Linked DNA regions of Hordeum vulgare: regions 2, 3 and 4 are each linked to region 1. A link is a contact called in public Hi-C data. All regions are on one chromosome and are shown on one strand. The core of a region is the stretch at or near the end of the contact, and the rest is flanking DNA. Distances in the headings are between cores, read along the strand shown. Region 1 holds the start of LOC123406211 (glycerophosphodiester phosphodiesterase GDPDL4-like). Region 2 holds the start of LOC123405532 (fimbrin-5-like). Region 3 holds the start of LOC123401849 (serine/threonine-protein kinase Nek6-like). Region 4 holds the start of LOC123405533 (fimbrin-5-like).

Region 1 (3,857 bases), core at 946-3,445:
GCCTCTAATGGAGTGATAGGGAAATCAGTCAAGAGACCATCAACACAGAAGGCGCCATTATCGATGAAGCGAAGGTATTCTGCTAACGGATCATAGCTGTAGTTGTAGCTGAGCGCAAAGTCGTTGGCAAAATCAGCAGCATAAATTTCTAAGTCGGCCTTATGAGCATCATCCACGACTGAAGTGGAGGGTTGCAGATAATTATCTGCCGTAACAGGCCAGATATAGTGTTTGGGGACAAGTATTCCAGAAGCAAAAGTCTTGATGGATGATAGATTTTTCAGCATTGAGCCATATGTCTGGTTTGTTGATGGCTCGACAAGGCCTTCATCAAGAAAACGGAACACAAGCTTTGTCTTCCTGCCAACTCTTCCAAGTAGACTTTTGAGGAAGCTCACTTCAGGGGATGAGATGTAGTCAACAGTGTATTGCTTTGACATAGACAGGATATAGCTTCTCATGCTCAGATTAAACTGGCTGTAAAAACTGTCATGCTGAGTTTTGCACAAACAAGACAGACTGTAAGAGAAGATCACTTAAATTTTAGTGCACCGAAAGTAATCAAAGTTTGATGTACCTGAACATTCAACCAAGTAGGGGCCTTATATTGTGACAGTGCAACTTCAACTGGAACTATTTGGAAGCTTCCGTCAAACCTATTTGTGCGAGACAAGATTGCTCGCAGCACTGTAACAAATATTAAGTTTGGGTTAGACAGAGAAATTTCAACAATGATAATCAAGCAAGAGAAAAATGCAACGAAGATGCTCAAAACATTAGAACTGCAAACTGCATTTGCACTTACAAGTTACATTGGACAGTTCAATGCCTGTATAGTCCACAGAGAACCACCCGGTCGTGGACACACCGTTTACACGGTAGGTCTTCTTTCCCTTTGGAAAAAGATCGGATATGGTTGTGCAGTTATCCATTTTTATGTCTGGAAGGCAGATGCCAACGGCATCCTTGGTTAACCGAACATCGCACCACAGGGCTGAATCCTGAGGGCCAGCAGCAAACGAATAAGCAGCGTCACTGGAGTCAGGAAATAGGCCGGAGAAACCACCCTTAGCTATGACTGCTGGAGCATTGCCTGAAAGAGTGAGGTGCGTGTTAAGCTTTAAGAACAGCCAGGAACAGTGGATGGATCATAGCTTCATAAATGTATATTTTTGTCTAACTAATACTTCATAAATGTGCAGAAACTCCGTAAAATAACTACCACGGGGTGGTATAAGTTTTACATGCATGTGCCAATTAAATGTTGGACCATTGTAATTGATGCATCAAGAAGGAAATCACTCCTTGAAATTGATATCCACCGAACTGGGCAAACAATCCCCTGCTCCGTAAGCAGTGGATGAACAGTAAACGCCAGCAGCTAGTGATTTAACCTAACCCAAGAACATTCACGCGGTAAGAAGCGTAGACTACGTCATCTGAATTAGTCACAAAGATGTTGCTGGCGTATCCTAACCAAATGGCATTCAGCAGAAGAGGCTGCCGCCAACGGCTGTGCCAAGATTTCTCTTCATATTATATGCAAAGAATATAAAAGGAGGCATCATGGCCGGCCCCAAGGTTCCAATCAGAAATCTCGAGCCTTGAAACTTTCAGCAAGGCCATGTTGTTGAAGGTTGAGCAAGACCGGGAACTCGCCCCGTCTTAATCCTAAAGATCCAACCCATGCATCGAAGCCGAATCGAAAATCGCAAGCAAGATACGAGCTTATGAACTAAAAATCGCAGAAAAGTCAACCCAGATCAGAATCAGATCGCAGACGCACAGACTAAGAAAATAAACAGGGAACACAGGCAAGTGCAGCTTGTATACCACTCAGCGTCTTCCAGGTCGAGCCCTTCTGCGCCGCGGCGGGGCCCAGCAGCGGCAGCAGCAGCAGCAGCAGCAGCGACCCAAGAACGGAGCAGGCATGGCCGCTCCTCCCCATTGCAGACCTCCACCGGCAGCAGCTCCAAGAACACTGCTAGGCAAGCTACAATCTCCCTCCAAGAACTCCCCGGCAAGAGGAGAGAAGAGAGAAGAAGTGAGCGAGCGACTGCTCGGAAGGAAGGAGGCAATGCGCGTACGGCGGCCGCGTTTTAACACCAGAGAGAGAGAGAGAGAGAGAGAGAGGGATGGACAAAAGAAATGGAGACGGAGGAGGGGCTGGGCTGCTGCTGAGCTGTGGGATGAGGCCAACAGGAGAAGGTGGCAACGGGGTTACGGGGGCGAAGGTGGTCAAAAAAGTGTGATCCCCTTCCTACAGCATCTCCAACAGATATGAAAAAAAAATTGGAGTATTTAGCTTAAAAAAAAAACTACCGCATAGGTTTGTGTCCCCAAAATTACGACTTTTAACTCATGATTGAAAATCCACCCCTTTTATCACATTTTTTCATAAAACCACCGTATACTGCTAGTAGCCGGCCAGGGCTGTAGTATCACAAAAGTCAACTTCGTTAAGTCATACTGTTAACTTCTTTTTTGTGACGAAAGTCATACTGTTAAGTTGACCGATTATTACATATGGGACTCACACGTCAGCATCAACCCTCGTCCCCCTCAAACATTTTCTCTCTGAAATATTTCCTCAAGCATATTGTATGTGTGTCAGAACACGAATCTCATCCTCAATTGCCTGCTATTATTTCAAATGCTCCCTAATAAACAGTAAAATCAAAAATAAAATAATAAAAAATCGGAAATTAATTTGTGGTAAAGTTTGACAAATGTTTTGTTAAAAGTAAACTTTTTAAATTTTCAAATGGTCCACTTGTAAAATAGTAAGTGGTGATTTTAAAGTTTAGTCTCACCTCTCAGGTTGAGGAAGAGTAGAACTTCTTTATATAATGGGTTCTCTACATCATACTTTCGGGTTCGGGTCGGGGCCGGGACGCACATGCGACATGCGCACGAATGACCCACCAAAATCCGGCCGAATGTCTTGCGCGGGCGTAGTTTTTTTTTTTTGGTTTTTTTTTTGATGTCTTGACAAACAATTTAATTATTTTTGTCTGATAAGTATGCGATTTAGAGTCCAAGTCGTTTTGAGATCGTAATCACAACAGGATACCGCATCTGTTCTTATTATATATACCACTAGTGACATATACCGCTACCGGTCGACACCAAAGACATATCAAAACACCTAGGGTTTTGCCTTATCTCACAGCTTGTGTCGCCTACGTAGTCTACCCTATCCGAATGCCGGCATGCATCGGCCTACGGGAGAGAAGGTCTTCGAAACTGTTCGTCCTTGTGATCCTGCACTGGGACAGGACGAATTAGGTTTTTGAGAAGTGCTCTACGCGATTGCTCACGTTCGTCATCACGGGTCGTCTTTCGTCCAAGTCAGGCGCCGCTACTCATTGTTGTCTTCATCGTCGTCAATAGCAGATTGTCGACAACATCGTTATAAATTTTGTCTCTCCTACAATAGCTAACGAACAATACATTCATCGTGATATGGTCATGTCTCTGTCTGTAGTCGTTGTTTCATGTGTGTTGCTGTTGTGCATGTTTTCCTGTTCGCATACTATGCTAGACTGTTGCATGCTCATTTCTTTTATAGCCGTGAATTACTTATCGGAAATAATCATGAATTTTTCTAATGTTCTAACAATCCAAAAACCTATTTGTAGGCAATTTCCTGAATTAACTATGGTCGGATTCTTTGATGTAGTGAGGCCTGATATATCCATTTTGCATCATGATTTTCTATTGATATTTATATTAATCTTGGTCATTATTTCACTTTATGATACAATCCTAATGCCTTTCCTCTCTGAATTTGCAAGATTTAGACAAGCGGAAAATTGCCAAAAAGTGGAATTCTGGACCTCAAAGCCATGGAAAAA
Region 2 (3,829 bases), core at 399-2,898, 810 kb after region 1:
GAAAATCGATGCAAAACAATGAAATAATCAATAAGAAAACCACACAAAAGAACTCCTACGTAGCTGCAGTATGGGGCCGGCCCAGTAGCTCCACGCTATAGGCAAGACCTATTACGTGGAAAACTCTATTTGCTGCTCTTGTGAAGCGGTGTCGAGGCTTTGCACACAGTATGAGAGGGACCGGGCTGACCCGGTAGAGGGCTGCATTGCCCGGTTTTGAAACTTTTTAGAGGTTTTCAGCCGAATTTTTTTGGTTCTGGAAAACTTTTAGAAGGTTCCTTGAGCCGTTTTTTTATTTTCTTTATGCTTTTCTGTTTATTTTCTATATTTTCTGTTTCTGTTTCAAAAAATGTTCTGGATTTTCAAAAAATATTTTTGGATTTTGAAAAATGTTCTCACTTTTTAAAAAATGTTCTGTATTTTCTAAAAATTGTTCTCGGTTTCAAAATTTGTTCTCATTTTCAAAAAACAATCTTAAGATTCAAAAAATATTCGTGCTTTAAAAAATTGTTCGCACTTCCAAATTTGTTCAGGATTTTTCAAAAAAATTCTCGGTTTCACAATTTGTTCCCAAAATTCAAAAAATGTTCATGCTTTAAAAAAATTGTTCTTCCAAATTTGTTTGGGGTTTTTGAAATTTGTTCTCAGTTTGAAAATTTGTTCTCAAGATTCAAAAAATGTTCGTGCTTTAATAAATTGTTCGCGCTTTCAAATTTGTTCACGATTTTTCAAAATTGTTCTCGGCTTTAAAATTTGATCTTCAAATTTAGAAAATGTTCTAGCTTTAAAAATTTCTTCGTGCTTTCAAATTTGTTCGATTTCTTTTACAAAAATGTCCTCCTTTTAAAATTTTGGTCCGAAGATTCAAAAAATGTTCGTGCTGCTTCCAAATTTATTAACGTTTTTTCAAAATTGTTCTCAGTTTCAAAAAAAATATCCAAATTCAAAAAATGTTTGTGCTTTAAAAAATGTTCACGCTTTCAAATTTGTTCAGGGTTTTCAAAATTTCGTTCTCAAGATTCAAAAAATGTCCGTGCTTCCAAATTTGTTCCCTTATTTCAAATTGTTTTCGGTTTCAAAATTTGTTCCCAAAATTCAAAAAATGTCCGTGCTTTAAAAATTTCTTCGCCCTATCAAATTTGTTCGGGGTTTTCCAAAATTGTTCTCCTTTTCAAAATTTTGTTCTCAAGATTAAAAAAAATGTTCGCGCTTCCAAATTTGTTCGCGTTTTTTACAAAAATTCCCGGTTTCAAAATTTGTTCTCAAAATTCAAAATATGTTCGTGCTTTAAAAATTTGTTCGCGCTTTCAAACTTTTTCGGGGTTTTTCAAAATTGTTTTCCTTTTCAAATTTTTTTTATCAAGATACAAAAAATGTTCGCGCTTCCAAATTTGTTCGCTTCTTTAAAAATTGTTGTTGTTTCAAAATTTGTTCTCAAAATACAAACAAAAATCGTGTTTTAAAAATGTGTTTGCGCTTTCTAATTTGTTCATGATATTTTTAAATTGTTCTCCTTTTCAAAATGTTGTTTTCAAGATTTTGAAAATGTCCATGCTTTAAAAAATTGTTCGCGCTTCCAAATTTGTTCACGTTTTTAAAAATTGTTCTTCAAATTCGAAAAACGTTTTTTAAAATCAAAAACGAAAAGGAAAAAGGAAAGAAAAAAGGAACCAAAAAAGAAAATAAACAAAGAAGGAAAAAAGTAACAGAAAAAAAAAAACTAAACTGAGCCGGCCCAGTCGGGGCGCCCCCTGTGCGTCGCACGGGCTCCCTGCCGCAATGAGCGGCAAGTAGGAGCTCCCCTATTACGTTTTGGCGAGACATAGCTCCCGCGACAAGCAAAAGCCGAGTGGCGGAACAGGGCCATCCAAGCCCATGAAAGACGAGCATGCTGGAGAAAGAGAGAGAGACATGGAACTACTCCGTGGTCTCCGTGGGAGAAGAGGAGGAGAGCTGCAGTGAGTCCGTGGAAGCTTCACGTTCTAAGATTAGTTATCTGCTTTTCTATTCTAGGCATCAGTGGGAGGCTGAAAAAGGAGCCACCATTTTAGCTTCTCCCTTTTCTTCCTATCCTATGGCTCTTTGCAATCCAACCACACGTTCGCTTCCCCATAGTTCTTGGGGTTCGCTGCGGAGCTGGGAGCAATGTATGCGTAGTGAATAGTTTTGCTGAAGGAAGGAAGACAGAAAGAACGAAGATCAAAGCCTTTCAAAAAGAATTTTTCATCGCAAAGGTTGGTAACGATTCATTGGGGGATATTTTCCTGCAAGTGTAATGATCCCACCAGTTTTGGTCCTATTCTTCTTGATACATATACTACAAACATAGTGCTGAATTTGATCAGAGAGGTTTGTGCTAATTAGTCCTAGGGATTCAAGGTCGTGGTTGGATTGTTTTTATTGTAGGTCTCAAATACTGCCGAATTAGTGCAAGAATTAATTTAGCACGAGAGTGAAACTGAATTCGGAAGACAATGTCTAGCGTTGGTGTTCTTGTCTCCGATCCATGGCTCCAGAGCCAGTTCACCCAAGTGCAGCTCCGAACGCTTCGAACAAAAGTAAGCACTCCTGGAGGCCACTCTTGATGCATTTGAAAAAACATGTGTTGTTTCCTTTCCATAATTGTGTAATTACAATGCTACCTCTTATGTTCCACGATATAGTTCACTTCTGCAAAGAGATCGGATGCCGAGCATGTAAGTGTAAGAGATTTGCCGTCGGTGATGGAGAAGCTTAGGGGCATTCAGGAGGTTCTAACTGAGGAGGAGATCACCAATTTTTTGAGCGAGTCTTACCCCGATATGGACCAGTCAATCGAATTTGAGCCATTCCTTAGGGTACATTGGATCATCCTGGCATACAATTTGTTGATTTAAATATTTTCACTGATGTATGAGTTTTTGTTTTGTTTAATGAGTTGTGCAATCTTGCAATATGTTAGGAGTACTTAAATCTTCAAGCAAAGGGAACCAGCAAATCAGGAGGCAAAAAGAAATTGAAGGGATCAGTGTCATTTTTGAAGGCGTCCACTACTACTCTCTTGCACGTTATTAATGAGTCTGAAAAAACTTCTTATGTCAATCATATCAATAATTTTCTCGGGGAGGACCCTTTCCTGAAGAATTTCTTGCCATTGGATCCAACATCAAATGATTTATTTAATCTTATTGGTGATGGTGTGCTACTTTGGTGAGATGTTCTTTTAAATGCTCATTGTATTCTTTTAGTACCACTGCATCTCTTAATGTTAGTTTCTGTTAACAAATTATCTAAGACAGTTATTCCCTTACCTTATACTGAATCAGCAAGTTGATCAATGTTTCTGTTCCCGGCACAATAGACGAGAGAGCAATCAATACAAAGAAGAATCCGAATCCATGGGAGAGAAATGAGAACCACACTCTTTGTCTCAACTCTGCCAAGGCCATTGGTTGTACTGTAGTTAACATTGGGACACAGGACCTGATTGAAGCTAGAGTATGTTTCTACGTTTTTATTGCATCAACACAGTTTATACGCTATTTCTCAATTTCTTTTTTGTTATGACTGAGCTCGACCTATGATTTTTCTTCTGTTCCTATTTAAGTTTGAACTAGATCCACTTTATAGATAAAGCACAAACCAAAGTACACGGCCAACAATACAAGGTAGTGAGAGAGCCCTCTTACATAGCATATCCCAGGATAACCATACAACCTAAACGCACGCGACTACGTTACCGAAAGATAATACAGGTAGGCCTGAATACAATGCCATGACACACCCTAGGACACCTAAGTTCCACGACAGCTCTGTCAGGAGGGGAAACGATGATACACGTCACCATTGT
Region 3 (3,493 bases), core at 274-2,773, 620 kb before region 1:
GCTGCGTAGCGGCGGCTAGGAGGTCACGTAATTACGGCGTAGCCACTGGGCCGCATCGACGGGTGACTTTAGACGCGAGGCCTTCGCCGCAGCGGCGAGGAGGCGGCCGGCGGCAGTGACAAGGTCGACACTTCACGCAGCCACGAGCATGGTCGCAGGATGGTGAAGGAGAGGGGTGGTCGCAGTCATGGCCGGGAGAGACGCACCTCGACGCCGGTGACCCCCGTCGGTGAGGATCTCCTCCACCGCCAGATGCTCCGCCTAATCCCTCCTCCCAAGCGTCGCCCCGTCATTCAAGCTCTCGCGCCGCCGTCGCCGCCCCGCCGCACGCCGTGCCCAGGCGACCACCTCGCCGCGCCGCCCGTTCCCCTGACCAGAAACGCCGAGCCGAAGCCCCCGCGCCCAGCCGTCGCGCCGCCCGTCGCCAGCTGCGTCCCGCGGCGGCGCCCCAGGCGACCACCTCGGCGCACCGCCCGTTCCCCCGGCCAGAAACGCCGAGCCGAAGCCCCCACGCCCAGCCGTCGCGCCGCCCGTTGCCAGCAGCGTCCCGCGCAGCCGCCGATTGGATCTGGCGAGCGTGCCGTGTGCTGCCGCCATGCCTCCTCGCCTCAGAAAACATAGGGTCTTAATAATAAAAGTGAAACGTTTTCTTCACTTAAGAAAGGACTGCGGGTTTATTAACTGAAAACGGAAGGGCCTTTTTGCAAAAATGCCGCGGCAGACGACAGAAGCGATCGGTGCTTTATTATTAGGGGAGATATGGAGTGCCGGTCCGTGTGGACATTTGAATTCCGTTCAAGACGCTCGTGTGAATGGATTCGTGGTGGTCCGTTTGGACGTTGAGATGAGTTTGAGTTGTCCGGTTGTGCCGCAGTAAGCATTTTCACCGGACCTGAGAGGGCAGTGCTGCGTGCGGACGGCAGTGTCCTAAAATCTGGACATTGACTTGCATACTGGCGCCGATCCCTGCACGCCTCCCAAGGAAAGGCACATGCGCGATACTGCTGCTGCCTGGATGGCCACAAGGTGAAACTGCTCGCCATTTACTGACACTGGCTATCTATATTAAACACACACCACTATACTCGTACCAGTGGGGTGGGTGGAGTAGTGGTATTATCTAGTGCTGACGGCATTTACAGTTTGTCACATGCCATGGACAGTGAACCTTTGTTGATTCTTCTGCATGCCAGCCAGCCAGCCAGGCAGACAGACCGAAGGGCAAAGGGTATGCTAGTCGGTGCTGTTTTCACAGGGAAAAGGCAAGCAGGAGCAGCGGCAGCCGACCCCAACACACACGCACACGTTTCTCTCTGGATGGACTTCTTCAGACTTGAGAGAGATGCCACATTTGCTGATGTTATTAATATAAATAAATATTACGAGTACATTATTCTTTCAAGAAAAAAGCGAGAGAAAAGGAGAATACTACTCCATCCACCGTGAGTCAGTCGGGGCCCACTCCACCACCCGCAGGCGCAACGTTTCTTCCACTACTCTATGCGACCGCTAGAGAGTGGAATGATGAACCGACGAGGGATTAATTAGGTTGAGTTCCACATAAAGCACGCCCTAACCACCGCCAAAAATCACTCCTTCCTTCCTTCCTTGATCTCCGTCTTCCTCCTCGTCGACCTCGACCACACCCGACCCGACACACACAGAGCGAGCGCGCCGCCCATTATTGAGCCACTTCCACACGCGTGCAGCTGCAGTGCATGCACGCTCTCCTCTCCGCGACCATCATCACCAGCGCCGTGCCCTGCCCGTGTCCTCACCTGAGCACCATCGAATCATTTATACGCGCCCAGCCGCCACCGCCAGCAACAGTGCGCCACAAGACGAGCACGCAAGAGCAAGAGCAAAAGAGCAAGAGCTAGGTAAGGCAAGGAATCCCATGGAGCAGTACGAGGTCGTGGAGCAGATCGGCCGGGGCGCCTACGGCACCGCCTACCTCGTCCACCACAAGGCCGAGAGGAAGAGGTCACTGCAGCCGGCCTCGCTTCAGATTTCTCTTCTCCGCCGTTTCCCTTGAACCAATCAATCTAATCTTTCTGGGTGCAGGTACGTGATGAAGAAGATTCGGCTGACCAAGCAGAACGACAAGTTCCAGCGGACAGCCTACCAGGAGGTAACAATCAATCACCTCAAACCTTGATAAGCCCTCGCAAATTCCACCCCTCACCTCAGCACTCCGTCGGCCTGCAGATGTCCCTCATGGCCAGCCTCAGCAACCCCTACATCGTCGAGTACAAGGACGGATGGGTCGACGAGGTACTGCACTGCACTGCGCATTTTTCTTCTTCTATTCTAAAGCAGAGCAGGATTTTGATTGGGTTGGGCCTTCGTCTCGGACTGAATTTCTTGCAGGGGACCTCCGTGTGCATCGTCACAAGTTACTGCGAAGGTGGTGACATGTAAGAAGATCTCATTGCACTTTGCCTCCTCCGTTTGTTTTTACGGTCACCTTACCCGCTGCTTCGCTCACGTCCAATTCACAGGGCGCAGAGGATCAAGAAGGCAAGAGGCGTCCTCTTCTCGGAAGAGGTACCAACACTACTACTTACTGTAATCTGATGAATAATAATGCTACTCCTACATGTTCAGGCTTCAGAAACTCACTGTATGTTTGCTCCTTGTGTTGTGTGATGTGAAGAGGGTGTGCCGGTGGTTCACACAATTGCTCTTGGCCCTTGACTACCTGCACTGCAACCGTGTGCTCCACCGTGACCTCAAGGTAAAGTAGAACTGCCGCCCCCCCATGGATTCATCATTTCTACCACGGCATCAGCATCTCCTAACATTTTCCTCACCACCTGTTGCATTGCAGTGTTCCAATATCTTGTTAACCAAGGATAACAACATACGACTTGGTAAGCTGATTTCAAATTACCACACAACTTCATTGCTCAGATGGAAATATCATGACGTGTGTATTCATTCTCTCTCCAAACAGCTGATTTCGGGTTAGCAAAATTACTCATGGAGGACCTTGCCTCGTCGGTATGCCTCAACCTTTTGCTAACTTATTATTCATGTACATGTAACTGGCAGGACACGTTCAGTCACTTACAACCATCGGTTACTTGCCTATAGTCTCAATGAAGTACGGAATGTATGAGCGTAACCACCATTCATGGAAAACTTCTTTTTAGAAATTAAATTAAATCATGTAATACTTTGATCTTTTAGTCGTCAAATATGGTTTCCCATCTCCACTCACTTCATTAACAACAGTTAAACGTGAAAGCAGAAACTATATAACATTTATAAATGTTCATGAAAATAAGTAAATACTCCCTCCGTCCCATAATATAAGAGCGTTTTCGTTACGCTAGTGCAGTGTCAAAAGTGCTCTTATATTATGGGACAGAGGGAGTGGCATTTTAGTCTGTTTCAAACATGTATTGAGGCCCAACCAAGATATATAAACGACTGACCAGATTCCACTTATTAATTTTGAAATTTTTGTTTTTCAGGTAGTAGGAACCCC
Region 4 (3,462 bases), core at 587-3,086, 790 kb after region 1:
ACTCTCCTTTTAATACAGCGCATATATCATATCCATGGGTTTCCCAACGCCATTGTGTCTGACCGGGATCACTGGCGGAGCTCCCCGGTGGGCAAGTGCCATACCTTGATTTGGAGCAAAAAAAAATTAATACTAGTAGTGCTAATAACTAATGACTCAATGTCTCAATTAACACAATTAAAAGAGGCCAGCCTGGATACTTGGTGCGTACCTGCCCCATGCCCACCACATCGCTGGATGACTTAATGACTTGATGGTTTGTTATATTTCTTCCGTCACGGTTCAGAAGACACGGTTAAACTTGCGTGCGTTTTTAAAATAAACAAGGTTTAAGGTGCGAAAGCAATTATTCTTATTAATTAGTCTTGGTACTACTCATACATGTTTCATCCCAATTTGCTGCTCAAGCATTAGTACTAGTATTTTCTCAGTTGATTAGGCGCATTAGCATCTACACCTGCTACATCTCACAACTAATCAGTGACTACCTTGATCCCAGTGATTTTTCAAGCGTGCCCTCTAAACCGTGACAGAGAGAGTATTGAGCGAGAGATCTTCAAAAGTATTGAACTTGATAAAATTAAGTAAGATTTTCAAAATGAGGGTAGGGCATTGACATTACCTGGATCTTCTAGACGTCATTGAAAGCTTAATTATCGGTATGTTTTAAGTTATTTTTTATTCAAACATGTTTACATTTTTATTGTATTTGGTTTTTATTTGTAATGTGTATTGACTCTTTCGATTTGCATTAAAAGAATTCTTTCCTTAAGACTTCACCACACCTTAATTTTTTTTCGTCCTCCGCCTCTGACCGGGATCATGTCTTTACATCTCACTTTTGGCAAGAGCTTTTCTGCTATGCAGGCACAAAATTGTGCATGAGTACAGCAAATCACCCTCAACCAACGGGCAATCAGAGCGTGTCAACCAATGCCTGGAAACATTCCTCCGTTGTTTCACTCACGCGTGTCAGAAACGGTAGAGTCATTGGATTCCGCTTGCTCAATTCTGGTACAATTCCTCTACACACTCCACTATTGGCATGACACCTTTCAATGCAAACTTTGGCCATGAGTCGCGGCAGTGGGGCATCACGCCTGTGTCAGCGTGTTCGGTTCCATCACTGCACTCATGGCTGGATGAGCGGGCAGTGCTGCAAGACCTGCTGCAGCAACATCTTCAGCGAGCAAGACAGCGTATGAAACACCAAGCCGACAAGAGATGCTCCGAACGGTCGTTTTCGGTGGGGGAGCTAGTGTTCTGGAAGCTCCAACCATACGTTCAGACCTCAGTCCTGAAGAGGGCTAACCATAAGATGTCATTTCGGTTCTATGGCCCCTTCCCTATCATTGCCAAGATCAACGAGGTTGCATACAAGTTGGAGCTCCCACCGCAGGCCAATGTTCATCCGGTGTTCCATGTTTCGCTCTCGCTCACGCGGTACTCCCGGGTACGAATTTGCAATCTGAACTACCTAGCAGCTCTGATGTTCCGACAGTACCAGCGTCCATCCTCGACACTCGCTGGTGATGCAAGAATGGCCGCATGGTGGAACAAGTTCTGGTGCGCTGATCGGATCCTACTTCCATCAACGACAAGTGGGAAAGCAAAGCGGAACTGCAAGCTGGCTTTCCTCATGCAGAGACTTGGGGGCAAGCCTCATCTCAAGGAGGGGATGTCACGACCAATGGCGGGTCGAGGCCTACAGCTTCGCCAACCAGGCGGCCCACCAGGGCCAAGAAGCCCAACCCGAAGAATCACGGCGCCGAGTGGGTGTGAGCCGTGGCCTACTTAGCCACCGCTCACCGAAGGCAGACGCATCCAGTGGATCACGGCACGAACCCTGCGGCGGCTCTATCTTCCCTTCCTCCTTCTTCCTCCCAAATTCGTGTATCCAGAGATTGTATCCCTAAATTGCTACTCGAATTCGTGTGTGAGAGTAATAGATGGTGAGAAGATACCGTTAAGTTGCTCTATCTCTGCCGTTAGAGAGATAGCGCTCAACCGTCATCTCATGGGAGAAGAGGGAGGAGGATGCAGTGAGTCCGTGGAAGCTTCACGTTCTAAGATTGGTTATCTACTTTTCTATTCTAGGCATCTCCGGGAGGTCAAAAAAGGGGGCCACCATTTTAGCTTCTTCCTTTTTCATACTATCCTATGGCTCTCTGCAACCCAACCACACGTCCGCTTCCCCATAGTTCTTGCGGTTCGCTTCAGAGCTGTGAGCAATGCATGCAGAGTGAGTAGTTTTCAGGTGTTGGAGGAAGGAAGACAAGAAGAACGAAGATCAAAGCCTTAACAACGATTTTTGCATCACAACGGTTGGTAATGCTCCGTTGGGTTTTTTTTTTCCCTACAATTAGTATAATAATCCCACCAATTTTGATCCTTTTCTTCTTGATCTAGCGATTTAAGGTTGTTGTTGGATTGTCTTTAATCTAGGTCTCAAATAACTGGTGAATTGGTGGATGAACTAATTTAACACGAGAGGGAAACTGAATTCGGAAGACAATGTCTAGCTTCGTTGGTGTTCTTGTCTCGGATCCATGGCTCCAGAGCCAGTTCACCCAAGTGCAGCTCCGAACGCTCCAAGCAAAAGTAAGCACTCCTTGAGACGATTATTGATGCATTTTAAGAAATAGTGTAATCACAATGCTACCTCTTATGTTCCATGGTATAGTTCACTTCCGCAAAGAGACCGGATGCCGAGCATGTAACTATAAAAGATTTGCCGCCAGTGATGGAGACGCTTAGGGGCATTCAGGAGGTTCTAACTGAGGAGGATATCACCAACACTTTGAGCGAGTCTTACCCTGATATGAACCAGTCAATCGAATTTGAGCCGTTCCTTAGGGTACATTGGATCATCTTGGCATACCTTTTGTTGATTCCACATTTTCACTCATGTATGATTTTATTTTTTTGATGAGTGGTACAATCTTGCAATATGTTAGGAGTACTTAAATCTTCAAGCAAAGGGAACCAGCAAATCAGGAGGCAAAAAGAACTTGAAGGGATCAGTGTCATTTTTAAAGGCGTCCACCACTACTCTCTTGCACGTCATTAATGAGTCTGAAAAAACTTCTTATGTCAATCATATCAATAATTTTCTTCGGGAGGACCCTTTCCTGAAGGATTTCTTGCCACTGGATCCAACATCAAACGATTTATTCAATCTTATTGGGGATGGTGTTCTACTTTGGTGAGATGTTCTGCTAAATGCTCATTGTATTCCTTTAGTACCCCAACATCTCAATTTTTTTATTTCTGTAACAAATTTTCTAAGGCAGTTATTCCCTTACCTTATACTGAATCAGCAAGTTAATCAATGTTGCTGTTCCCGGCACAATAGACGAGAGAGCAATCAATACAAAGAAGGATCCGAATCCATGGGAGAGGAATGAGAACCACACTCTTTGTCTCAACTCTGCCGAGGCCATTGGTTGTACTGTAGTTAAC

What was found. Hi-C and Micro-C count contacts between places; a contact is called where the count stands out from the background.
Region 2: a contact with region 1 is called in a Hi-C map of seedling, with 4 times the contacts expected there. The contact joins the promoter of LOC123405532 here to the promoter of LOC123406211 in region 1. A contact is called at or near these places in 2 of 6 Hi-C or Micro-C datasets (leaf and seedling).
Region 3: a Hi-C map of seedling shows a contact between it and region 1, with 3 times the contacts expected there. The contact joins the promoter of LOC123401849 here to the promoter of LOC123406211 in region 1. A contact is called at or near these places in 2 of 6 Hi-C or Micro-C datasets (leaf and seedling) and 1 of 1 datasets of contacts at active chromatin or transcription factors (embryo).
Region 4: a Hi-C map of seedling shows a contact between it and region 1, with 7 times the contacts expected there. The contact joins the promoter of LOC123405533 here to the promoter of LOC123406211 in region 1. A contact is called at or near these places in 4 of 6 Hi-C or Micro-C datasets (leaf and seedling) and 1 of 1 datasets of contacts at active chromatin or transcription factors (embryo).

Annotation. Positions count from the first base shown.
Region 1 is chr6H:319,253,650-319,257,506 of MorexV3_pseudomolecules_assembly, reverse strand. It overlaps LOC123406211 (glycerophosphodiester phosphodiesterase GDPDL4-like), which reads right to left and starts at 2,195. Exons shown (of 10, transcript XM_045099688.1): 1 at 1,834-2,195; 2 at 806-1,093; 3 at 578-687; 4 at 1-494. The coding sequence starts at 1,948.
Region 2 is chr6H:318,442,553-318,446,381 of MorexV3_pseudomolecules_assembly, reverse strand. It overlaps LOC123405532 (fimbrin-5-like), which reads left to right and starts at 1,648. Exons shown (of 14, transcript XM_045099186.1): 1 at 1,648-2,558; 2 at 2,664-2,837; 3 at 2,942-3,189; 4 at 3,306-3,477. The coding sequence starts at 2,475. LOC123405535 (a long non-coding RNA gene) reads right to left here. Exons shown (of 4, transcript XR_006611974.1): 4 at 3,581-3,829.
Region 3 is chr6H:319,872,453-319,875,945 of MorexV3_pseudomolecules_assembly, reverse strand. LOC123401849 (serine/threonine-protein kinase Nek6-like) reads left to right here and starts at 1,523. Exons shown (of 13, transcript XM_045095707.1): 1 at 1,523-1,983; 2 at 2,065-2,131; 3 at 2,209-2,274; 4 at 2,371-2,417; 5 at 2,502-2,547; 6 at 2,657-2,737; 7 at 2,831-2,873; 8 at 2,957-3,003; 9 at 3,480-3,493. The coding sequence starts at 1,898.
Region 4 is chr6H:318,461,341-318,464,802 of MorexV3_pseudomolecules_assembly, reverse strand. It overlaps LOC123405533 (fimbrin-5-like), which reads left to right and starts at 1,836. Exons shown (of 12, transcript XM_045099188.1): 1 at 1,836-2,324; 2 at 2,446-2,601; 3 at 2,684-2,857; 4 at 2,958-3,205; 5 at 3,321-3,462. The coding sequence starts at 2,515.